Linked DNA regions of Mus musculus: region 1 is linked to region 2. Evidence: chromatin contacts called from public HiCAR-type data. All regions are on one chromosome and are shown on one strand. The core of a region is the stretch at or near the end of the contact, and the rest is flanking DNA. Distances in the headings are between cores, read along the strand shown.

Region 1 (5,763 bases), core at 605-3,104, 2.2 Mb after region 2:
AATTCACCCCCCATCTTTTTCCTTCTTTGAGGACTACATCCTAGTTTGTATAGGTGAATCAAAGTTGTAGACCGTGAGAGATTTGTGGGGTAGGGGGTAAGTTTTTAACCTATGGCATTATGCACAGTATTTTTTTTTTCTTTCCATCAGGTCTCTATAGAATGGAGGATGGAAGATGGGCATCTCTTTATACGTAGAGACCTTGAGTTCCAGAACTCTTAGCCTGATGCTACATAGCAAGTTCTTCCCTGACCAGGAGGACAGAAATCTGGGATAGCTGGTTTGCAGAATAGTGCCATGATTCCTGCTTACCACATTTCAGCTTTTATGGGGGGTGGGGTGGGTGGAGATCTGAGTCATCTGTCATCTTACAAATCTTTATCTGTTTACCAGCAAATATGCTCCGATGGTTCTGTTCCTCCCTGGAGCATGTAGCAAAGATCCTAACTCTGAGGAAGGATCTGGAACAGCCCGTAGGATAGGAACACCACGGGAGAGCAAGTCAATAATTAGTAGCGTCAACTTCACCTCAGTTTTCCACCATAAATTCTACCTGGAATGACATCTTTTTATAGAGATACTATTTGGACAGGCTAGCAAAGAACTAATAAATTTAAACCACCATGGCTAACCCATTTTGACTTATTAAACACTCGAGGGAAAGAGAGCTGTTTTGCCATAAGGGGGAGCTTTTGAGTTCCATAAAGAGGGGGAAAGGAATGAATATATATATATATATATTTCAGTTCAAAACGTAGAGCCACAGGGGCAGCAGACTGTTACCTGCTTACCTGTGCTTGGCCAACATTAGGAGAACTTGGATTGTTTTTAAGCTGAAATTGGGTAAATTCATATTTTCCTACCATTTATATTCAACAAAAAGTATATCTAACAGTCAACTGAATGATGTAGGATTGTTCAGGGGCAATGATGGGGGACATAGCACTGGTCCACTGTATCTCCAAGGGAGATGCCCTGCAAACAGTTCTCTGATGCTCTGTTCAATCTATACGGATTTGGGAATTGACTTTGGTATGCTGAAGCGCGAAGGTTAGCATTGGGGTCTCAGGGAAGAGAGAACCAACTTACTACAGTATAACTTTAAGAAAATGTGGTGAGAGGAGAAGGAGAAAGGCAAAAGAGACAGAGAGAGCAAGGAGGAGAAAAATGGGAGAGGGAGGTGAAGGGAGGGGGACAGAGAACAAGAAGAAAAGTGGGAGAATGAAAGAAAGAGGGAGGGAGGCAGAGAAGATGAAAAAGAATCTGAAAATCAAGTTTCAACGCTTTGTGTATTGTGAAAAGAGAGACATGTAACAGCAAAGGGCAAATGAGACCCTGAAAGACAGATTTTTCTCTCCCGCCACGAGGCAAAATAAAAAATAAAAATAAGGGGCGGGGGTAAAGGGAGCAAAGCAAAACAAAACAAACCAGAACGTGTGTTTTGAGTCGGAATGCGAAGAGCAGGGAGGACCGTAAGGGGGTGTGTACAGAATTTCATTAAATTGTTACTTTAAGATTGTCTTCTTAAAAACAGAAGAAGTAGAAGAAGAAAGAGGGGGTGGAGAAGCTGAACCGAAGGAAAGGAGACAAACGGCAAAGTAGAGGAAGGCTGGGTGGATCGGCCTCTCCAAACCGATTGATTGGTCATGATCCCCGCAGTTTGAACAGGGACTCATTCAATTGGGAAGGTGGAGTGCTGGCGAACAGATTAGCACACGCTTGTTTACTCGTCTTCTAAGGGATTTTTTCCCCCTCTTTCCTTTCATTTCGTGAAGAAGGAGGGAGGGGAGGGGGCGGGGGGGAGAAGGGGGCTGTGGCTTGTGTTATAAAGGACGCAAAAAATAAATAAATGAGAGCATCTTGGGGGGAGGGAGGGAATTCAGCCGACCAGTGTGTTAGAGGAGATTTTTTTTAAGAGCTAGAAATATATAAAATAAAATGAAATAAAACAAGGAGGAAGGCATCCAGCTGTTAGAAGGGGGGATAAGGCAGATAAAGGAGCGGGGAGAGAAATTAATTGCCAACCAGGAGGAGTTGGACTGTATTTTTGAAAGGTGGGGGGAGTGGAGCACACACCTTGAGGAGGAAAGCGAGAAAGAAAAGAAAAAAGCAAGTGGAAGGGGGGCTCGCACGAGAAAGGAGGCAAATAGTAGTGCGAGCTAAAGCTGGCAGCTCCGGGCGGCGGTGCAGGGGCGCAGGGGGGGCGGGGGGGACCGTCGGACATGCGGCTCTGGAGTTGGGTGCTGCGCCTGGGGCTGCTGAGCGCCGCGCTGGGCTGCGGGCTGGCCGAGCGCCCCCGCCGGGTCCGAAGAGACCCTCGGGCCGTGCGCCCCCCGCGCCCCGCCGCTGGACCGGCCACCTGCGCCACCCGGGCGGCCCGCGGTCGCCGCGCCTCGCCGCCGCCGCCTCCGGGCGGTGCCTGGGAAGCCGTGCGCGTCCCCCGGCGGCGGCAGCAGCGGGCGGCGAGGGGCGCCGAGGAGCCGAGCCCGCCTAGCCGGGCGCTCTATTTCAGCGGGCGAGGGGAGCAGCTGCGCCTCCGGGCCGACCTGGAGCTACCCCGCGACGCCTTTACACTGCAAGTGTGGCTGCGAGCCGAGGGTGGCCAGAAGTCTCCAGCAGTGATCACAGGTAAGGAGAAAGGGGTCCCCCCTGTCTGGCGGACCACCCTGCGGGTCTCTGCAGGCCCCTCCTGGGTTCTTGCGGATGTCTGGGGTGCAGGTGGCGGGTGGGTCTGCGGGAGCCGTCCCGGGAGCAGCACAGGGAGTAAGGAAGAGAGACTCTCTTTAACCCATCTGCGGAATGGGCGCGCTGAGAAAGGATGCTGCCCGGCCTCTGGGGAGCTGCACTCGGGAGCTCCTCGCCGGTCCAAGACCAGGAGCTAGGGATATAGCTGATCCCCCGGGAACCCAGAATACTTAAGTGGTGCTGGGGATGTACAGAGAGACTCTGTCCGGGTATGGGAGAAAAGGGTACAGGACCCAGATGGGTTGCGTGTGAAAGAAGTGTAGGAAACGGTTCATTTCTCTTTACTTTTCCATAGACGCAATTCTCCAGTAGCCTGGCTACCCTCAAAGTAGGCATGGGGCAGGTAGTTTTGATTGCCAGACTTAGAAGTCCTATAACTACCCCAAAGTTGCTCTCTGCCCGAAGCTTGCCTCTGGGAACCACCACCACCACCATAGCCACCCACACTGCCTCTCTGGGTCCTTGCTTTTAAAGCCCGTTGCCTGTCATTCACCGCTGGGTCAGACCTTCTTAGCGCACCTCTGACAGCCTACCCCAGACTCGGCTGAGAAATGGGGCGCTTTTCTCTTTGGGGACTTTTATGAGCCCATACTAGATTTAAGATCTCCCTCCTCACCCTCCCTCTCTCCCCTTCGCTGCTCCACAGCAAAGCCCATAGTGAAACCGGACACTTTGCGAGGGCTGCAAACCTTCCAAACGCCTCAACATTCATTTTCCCTTCTAAATGAATCTGTGGAAATGCCTTTAATAAAACGAGGGGTGGTGGAGGGGGCGGCGCAGGAGAGAAGGAAAGTTTTGCCTCTTCTGTCTGGGAGATTCCCTCACTGCATAAACAACCTTGCCGTGTCCTGGGACGCCTTAAAGCTATATTAGGGGTTCCCCCTTCGCTGCAACCTGGGAGCGAGTAGAGGGTTTCGTGATCCCACCCCTTACACACCGCTCTCAGGCAGTCTGCGGCTGTTTTGCCTTGGCATAAACCTTTCTGAACACTGCACCGACTCTCCCATTTACCGAAGTCCCCTTCAGGGAACCCAAACTCTGCTACTATGCCACTCAAATGTATCCTCAAAGCTCCCACTTCCCAGCTACCAAAGGAGAGTGAGAACGACTACACACACACACACACACACACACACACACACAAAACTGACGTCATCGCTACCACCACCCCCTCCCTCCGAAAAGGAGAGGGAAACGGAGCGCATTCACTTTCAGCTCCCAAACCCTTGTCAGCCAGAGGAGGGTACAACATGTAACGAGAGACAAGATTCAAAATAGTCATGAAGATGATGATAATTCAGGTCTCTCTCTCTCTCTCTCTCTCTCTCTCTCTCTCTCTCTCTCTGTGTGTGTGTGTGTGTGTGTGTGTGTGTGTGTGTGTTTGTGTGTGTCTGAGTGTGTCTGAGTGTTTTCACTTTCAAAGCACAGCGGTTTGCTGCTTGAAAGTGGTTAAGAGATGGGTAGGTTTGGTTTTGCTGCTCTACCTGTTGTGTGGATGATTCGGAAGGGATCCCCCAAGAGAGGAAAGCCCGGGGTTGTAAAGATAGTGGGTGCATTTAATATATACATGCATACAAATCTTTGTCTCACGGGATTGCATTTGCATTTGCACAGGCTTCTAAGTGTTTCAGACCAAGGTCTTTCTCCCTTCCTGGTCTCTGGAAGACTTACGTGTACGTAATCGACTCGCACAATTGTTGCAGTAAAATACTTTCATTGGATCGGTGATGCTAGGTTATTATTGCTCCTATAAAATGCCTGGTTCATTTTATGCGTGGAAATAACATTCCTCACAAAACGGAAGAAAGAAAAAAACAAAAACAAAACAGTAAGTAGATAAATTAATAAATAAACGGCACGACTGCCATGTAGCCCCAGAAAGCCTGGAAGCTGTTCCCCGGAGAATCTGGTCGGTTCCCCCCCCTCCCCTAGTTGAATCCGAGCCAGATTTGGCAGTGTGTAAACACCTGGCAGCGAGCCAGAAAAGACTTATTCGGCCTTATCCTCCACACGAAGCATACTGTGGGTCTAAAGAGAGCCTGCTTCTCCTTGAACTAAAAAAGCAAACAAACAGAAAGGTTTTTTTTTTTTTTCTAAAAGTACGTTTTTAATTCCCCCCCCCATCCGTAGTTAAATTAGGGCTGTAAGAGTCAGAACTCCCGAAGTGGGTGACAAGGCTCAGCCTCAGGCTGTCTGCGTGACCTCAGGTGCCCAGTTGGCTGCCTGGTCTCTGCTAGCTTTCTCCGGCTGGGTGTCACCACTTTCACAGGAATCCCTGGTCACTGATCTCCAGAGCAGTCATAGCTCAGCATGGTTTGCAACTGCTATTTCAGGCCCAGGGCTGCTGCCTCTCTCTCAGGCCAGCCTGCCTTACATCACTAGACTGCACGACTCAATTGGGTTTCGTAAAGGTCTAATTTTACGGTGCTGTTAACCAGGTCTGTCGTCTGGCAGAGGCAGAGCCTTGCAGCTCCTGGTAGGCGGGAGAGTTCCCAGATCTGCTTGCCCCTGGTTCTATTTGTGCCTGGGTTCAAACTTCACTTCATGGACACTGATTGAGAAAGTCACTGAGAAAGGCAAGGAGAAGAAGCAGGATTCTGAAGAAAATATGCCTTTTATTTTTCTGAAAGGCAAGGTGAATACACACACACACACACACACACACACACACACACACACACACACAAAACAGTAGCTGGTGAGGAAAATTCAAAGCCACAGTTAGAAAGCGTTGGAGGGCATGATTCTCCTGGGTCTGCCAAAGGTTACTATGAGCTATATATCAGTAGTCATTCAGGCCAATGGGAAGAGATCCATAGAGGACCAGAGGGTGTACTGAATGGCAGAGCTCAGGGGCAAGAACTAGAACTTAACCTCTGACATTCCTATTTCCAGACCTCACCCACTACCTGGCAGAAAGAAGTCTCATAAACAGGCTCCTCTTATCTCATACAGTCCCACCATCCAGGTAGTACATGGTGTGTATGAGTGTGTGTGTGTGTGTGTGTGTGTGTGTGT
Region 2 (6,004 bases), core at 600-3,099:
GCTAGGGCAAGCTCTTCTTGACAGTTTATCTGCCCCCCCTCCCATATATATACAGTAACTGCTCAGTGAACAGTTACTGTACCCCCCTTTCCTGACTCTCAAAGAAGGGCTTTTCTCTTGATAACCATCCCACTGCGTTGATCTCCTTCCTTACCATTCCAGGGAATCCTATCAGCCTTAGCTTGGGCAGAGGAGCAGGCCTGGCCAGGAGGCAGATACTCTGAAAACAGTTTAAGGCTCTAGTATCTAGGAGGAGGTGAGGCAAGCAGGCAGAGCTTTGCCAGGCTTGCCCAACTGCCAGCTCTGCTTCCCACTTGATCCACACGGGCCTTGGAAGATGCTGCCAGATCTCTTCCAAGAACATACGCGATAAGCAGGGGAAAAAGAAATGGGTACTTTTAAATCTCAAATCAATCACTGACTTTAGAGGTTTCCAGATGTAACTGGAAGATGCTGCTTAACTTCTTATGTATTTACCAGGCTGGGGTTTGAAAAGTGGGGTTCTTCACTGTTTTTCTTCTACGGAGGGCCAAATTCCCACAGACTGATTCTTCCAGGAGAGTGGTGTCTTTAAAAACTAACTTGAAGGAAGAAGAAGGGTTCTAAGGGGACGGACAGTTCTAGAGCCCTTTCTGTTTAGAGGAGTTTGCTCTTTAAACTTTAAAAAGCTCCTACACATGTTTTCTTAAGGTGGAGTCAGAAAAAGCACCCGTTTAACTAGCCTTAATTTCCATAAAACAATCCTATCCTTATTTTTTTTTTCTCAAGGGAAGGGTAAGGAAACACATTGGTTCCTTTCTCATCTGATACATGGCAATTCTTCAACTTCTTATTCTAAAACTCAACTAGCTGTGGGAGAAGAATCCAGGGGTCTCTCTAGTTTTCATATAGGCCAGGTCTTTCTGATTTATTATTTTTAAGTCTATTTTGGGAGTAGGAGGACAGAAACAAACCCTTAAGTCTTCCTAAGTCATAAAGAGGAAGCTCTCATATAAGAAACATTTTGTATTTTTATAGTTTAGGACTTTTGAAAGAGCAGGCCTCTTTAACCTTTCAGTTCAAGTAAGAGGGATAAGTCAAAATTTTCCTTTTCTAACTGGGGGGGGGGGGGGGGGGAGGGGCTGACCCTTGTTCAACCTTCAACATCTCCTTCCATAGGGTCAGGTTTTGTGTTTTTTTTTTTTTTTTAATACTTTTACTTTTTTTGGCGGGGGAGGGTAAAAAAGTGACTTCACTGACATCAAACAGAAGAGAGGCTCCTCAAATAGTAAATTTATATTCAGACTTGATGGGGGTTAGAGAGGGTCCCCTTGGCCCTCAGTTCTCAAACTTATCTGCGAGGACGGGGAGGGGGGAGCTAGGTATAGCCTAGGCTACCGAATATTCCCAGGAAGCTTTCCAGTTTCGTTCCTCAAAACTTTTATTTAAAAAAAAAATCGATCTGATTTGGGGGGGGGGGAGAGCTTGTGGGGAGGGGAGAGGCGTTCCCATTAACCCCTTCTGTCCCACCAGAGGCCGCTCCCCAAAACTTTTCTGTGCCCCCACCTCCGCCCCACGCGAGCAAATGCCCCGCGCGCGAGGCTGGCGCGGGAAAGTTTGGGGGGCCGCCGGCGGCGCGGGGGACCGGCGGCTTTGTGTGAGGCGTGGGGCGTCGCGGAGGCCCGCGGCGGAGGCCGAGGAGAGGCCGGGGGCCCGCAGCGGCTCGGAGGCCGGCGGGGGCGGTGCGGGGCGCGGTGCAGCGCGGCGGGCGCGGGCCGGCGGGGCGATCTGCGGTCCCCGCGGCGGTCCCCCCCGGCGCCCCCGGCCCCCGCCCCCCGGCCCGCGCGGGGCGGGCGGAGGAGGGAGCGGCAGCAGCGGCGGCGGCGGCGGCGGCGGTGGCAGCGGCATTGTGCGCGCGGCGCAGCCCGGCCCGGGAGGAGCAGGACGCGCCGGGGCCGCCTCCTCCCGCACGGACCGATGAGCCAGCCGGACGGCGCGGCAGCTCCGCAGGTAACGCGGGGCCGGGGCGGGGGCCAGGGCGGGGGCCGCAGCAGCCCCGCGGGATGGCGAGCGCGGGCGCCGGCGGGGGGATCCGGAGTGGGGCCGGGCGGCCGGGGTGCGGGAGCGGCCCCCCGGGACGCTGCGGGGCGCGGGCGACGCGGGGGCGGCGGCCGAGGCTAATGGGGACCCCTCACCCGGCGTCCCCCGCCGCCCCCCGCGGCCCCCAGCTCGGACCGGAGCCCAGAAACAAAGCGGCGAGAGCACGGAGCAGCCATTGCAGTTTGGACAATTCAGATTTTGCGAAAATGCAACCTTCTTCCAGATCTCCCCCTCCCCCGAAATTTGCAATTTCCCCTTGACCCTCTCTGCTCTCATGGTCCTTGGTGACCCCCAGGAGAGCTTTCCTTCCAGGCCCCCAATCTTTGCAACAATCTTTTTTTTTTTTTTTTTTTTTTTTTTAAGGCCATATTTCCTTCTCTCAATTTTTTTTTCTAATTTTTCTTCAAACGGTAGTTTTTTCCCATTAAAACGACGCCACCTAGAGGATACTATTTTGTAAATAAAAAAAAAAAGAAATTAAAATTGAAAAGAAATATTTTTTATTTCTTATTTATTCCAAAGTTTCATCTACAAACTGGTGGATGTGGGAAAGATTCTTTTTTTCTATCTTTTTTGGAGTGAAAATTTTCACTTTGATCATTGAAAGGACATGGAGACAATTTTATTTCTGAAGCCAAATCCAGATAATATGTAAATGAAAATTAAGCTGGAATTTGAATGAATTCAATTCTTGAAGGGGAGAAAGCAAAAATACCTCCTAAAAGCAAAGGCAGTTTAGGTACCTAAGTTATTTTAATTTGAGTAAAAAAAAAATAGTAATTGGAATGAGAAAAGGGGGGAAATAGTTCAGTTTAGGGAAAGCTGGGAGAATTGGCTTTATGAAGCAATTAGAAATTGTGTTTCATTATAATTTGCGGCTTGTTTTGCTCCGTAGGCAAAAATGACTAATTTTGCCATTTGGCAGCGTTCAAAGTTTTTCCATTTCCAAGAAAGAAGGATTTAGGAGAGAAAATAGATCCTAAAATGTTGGCTTTGGACACACCCAAAAATTGTAGGTTTAAATTTTTACATTTACATTTTACTGCATTTAACTCCTGAGATTTTAAAGAAAAACAGAAATTGGAAAAGTTAGAGTGAAATCCTGCCGGTCTTTTTTCTGTTTTTTGTTATGTTGTGTGTGTGTATGTGTGTGTTGTGTGTGTTGTGTGTGTGTTTTGCTTTGATGGAATAATTATGACTGTTTCCTGATTTTGTTTGCTGCAAGGTCTAGGCATTTCTTGTTTTGTTGTTGTTTTATCTAGAAAATGTCAGGGACCTTTTCTTGAGCAATATTCAATGGAGAAAAATGTCAATTCATATATTGTGCAAACTGAGTAGCCCACAGAATTGTAGGAGAGGCCGCCATTAAAATAAGATATGCATAATTAACATTATTATGAAAAACTAACAGTGGATTCACAGAAGCCCATTTTTTTTTACGACACACAAGTGAATCAATTGATGGAGATAAGGATTAAAAAAAATCCTTGTTAAAGAGGAGAATTTGTCTTTCTCAATTTTGTTTTCTAGTCCAATTAGAGTATTATCATCAGTTCCTTTTTTAAAAATTCAGGTTGGCTTCAGGTTTCTTTGTGATGTGGGGTTGGATAATTCATTAATATTTTGCATTTTTCAAATTTTTTTTATTGCTGTCAAAAGAGAAGAAATCCATTAGCCTTGATCATTTGAAGATTGTGTGTGTGTGTGTTTTGAAGGGAGGGGATTTGTAACAACAACAGAAAATTCCACAAATTTTACTGACCCAGTAAGAAAAAAAGGTGGGAGAGAGAATGGCAGAGATGAAAATTCTGATTTGAATCCATCTTCCCTGGTAAGAACACTTTGCTGAAGAAATGAACTGAAACACCAACTCAGCTGTTTCTAGCAGGAAAATTTATTATTTTCTTTGAAAGAAAAACTAATCAGAATACACACAAAAGCCAAACCCAGAGATGCTTGCCTTGGGAATTTGAAAGCATTTTTTATAAACAATATTTTATGTGGAGGTTTTGTCCTTAAGATAAATCAAATGAAGGTGAAACAAAAAAAAAAAAAAGAGAAAAATTTTCAAGGGATAAATATTGACTGGATGGAAATTTGACACAAGAGAATAAGATCTGTTCTGAGATAAAGGGAAATTGGTGATGATTTAGGCTGATCGGATGTGCTGATTTTTTTTTTTTTTTGAGTAAAAAAAAAAAAAAAGTTCAAATTTTTCAAACCAAAAGGAGTGTGTTAGTTGGACTTGGGGGGACCTTGTAGACGTTGGGGTTGGAGCTATGATGGGTTACCTGGGGTGGGGATAGACCACTCTGGACCCGGGATCAACAGCTAGCGGGTGGTCCTGGACCTACCTCACCAATTTGTTTTATGGAAACTGGGTTTCTGAAGGGCTGCTAATTCTGTGGAATGAATTTAACATTGGCACAGGTTAGATAGTCCCCATCATCGCCGTAGCATTTGGGAAATTTAATTTAATTTAATTAAAAAAAAATTTTTTTTTGTTTTTGTAACAATCCTTCAGGGCTGACTGGCCACGTTCTGACATGTTTGGAATGAGCCTTTTTGTTGTTGTTTTGTTGTTTTCCTTTAAGTGCATAATTAAAATTTCTTCTCTTGAATTATTTAGGGCGATGTCTTGACAGTCGAGGAATTTATAATTTCAGAAGTTCTAGAGGCCTCGCGAGATAGTGGGCTCAAGTTGGCCAGGGCTGGAGAAGGATGGACATAGGGATGGATAGACGGATGGGGTAAGGGCGCCTCAGCAAAGGTCCAGGATGGAGATAACAGGTTATCTCCGGTGCAAAGGAATGAGAATCTCTTGGTATAGCCTACAGTCTGCCTTGCCACTCAGATGTCTGCAATCTACTCTGCTGAGAATTTTGTTTTGTTGGCTGTAGTTTTATGGTTTATGGCTAGAAATTGCGAGTAATTTGTTTTGTAGATCTTTTTTTTTTTCCTTCTTTTTTTCCTTTTTATGGAATTGGTTACTCTCATCATGATTGTTCTGAAAGAAAAAGAAAAATAGAAGTGCATGCTGGTCCTGTTGGAGGTGGGGCCAGCTCCCTTTTGTTTCTCTTGGTGTCACGGAGGTGAGGTCTGACCTGGGCCTGGTCTCTCCCTCTCTGTGTCTACTCCTTCAGATGAAGTATGGGAAGCTAGTATCGAATATAGGAACTGTTTTTATTAGTTCACGTCTGTTTATCATTCTCATATAATATTTGCCAATTTATTGGCGAATTGGACTTGAGGGGTGGTAATTTGATGATGGTCTGGGTTATTTTGGTGAAAGGTCATTTTTATTCCCTCTCAGAGTGGAGACTCTTATTAATGTTTTGATTTCTGCCTAAGGAGATTTTTTTTTCTAATAAGGTTTGAAATTTCAAGGACTCGCTTTATAGTTTGACTTGAACCAAGCCAGGAAGAACAGCTTGCTTGTACTTTGAGCCTTTACACAAGCGGTCGAATTGAACAAGGCTTGCTTTTGCAGGACAGCAAAGATGGCTGGTTTTATGGTTCTAGAAGACACACAGCCCATGACTTGTACCAGTTGTGAACAGTTGTGAACTGTTCCTGGGTTTGATAGGATTTCTTCTCCACTTTTGCCTCCGTCTGACTTCAGAATCCTTCCTTCTCCTTTGTGGGCAAGGAGAACTTTCTTGCCCCATTTGACTTGGTGTAGATAAGCTGGCTTTTCATACACATAGGGAATTCTCAGTACTGGCATGTTATAGCATTTCATGACTGTTTGTGTCTCCTCGGTGGTGAGGAGAAGTGGCTTTGTGGGTACTCAGGGTTACCTCTCTCAAGGTTTTGCTACGTGACCTTGGGTAGATCACTATTTCCTGTAGAGCTGTGCTTGTGAAATGTGTGTTCAACCCAGCTGGAGGATAGGAATGCATTGGTTCCTTGGTGATTCTGATTC

What was found. HiCAR-type assays count read pairs that join an accessible place to other places.
Region 1: a HiCAR-type map of astrocytes shows a contact between it and region 2, with 4 times the contacts expected there. The contact joins the promoter of Pappa here to the promoter of Zfp618 in region 2. A contact is called at or near these places in 1 of 39 promoter capture datasets (hippocampal neurons) and 1 of 115 datasets of contacts at active chromatin or transcription factors (astrocytes).

What each region holds. Positions count from the first base shown.
Region 1 is chr4:65,122,320-65,128,082 of GRCm38.p6, forward strand. It overlaps Pappa (pregnancy-associated plasma protein A), which reads left to right and starts at 1,855. Exons shown (of 22, transcript NM_021362.1): 1 at 1,855-2,628. The coding sequence starts at 2,223.
Region 2 is chr4:62,963,718-62,969,721 of GRCm38.p6, forward strand. Zfp618 (zinc finger protein 618) reads left to right here and starts at 1,850. Exons shown (of 15, transcript NM_028327.1): 1 at 1,850-1,989. The coding sequence starts at 1,957.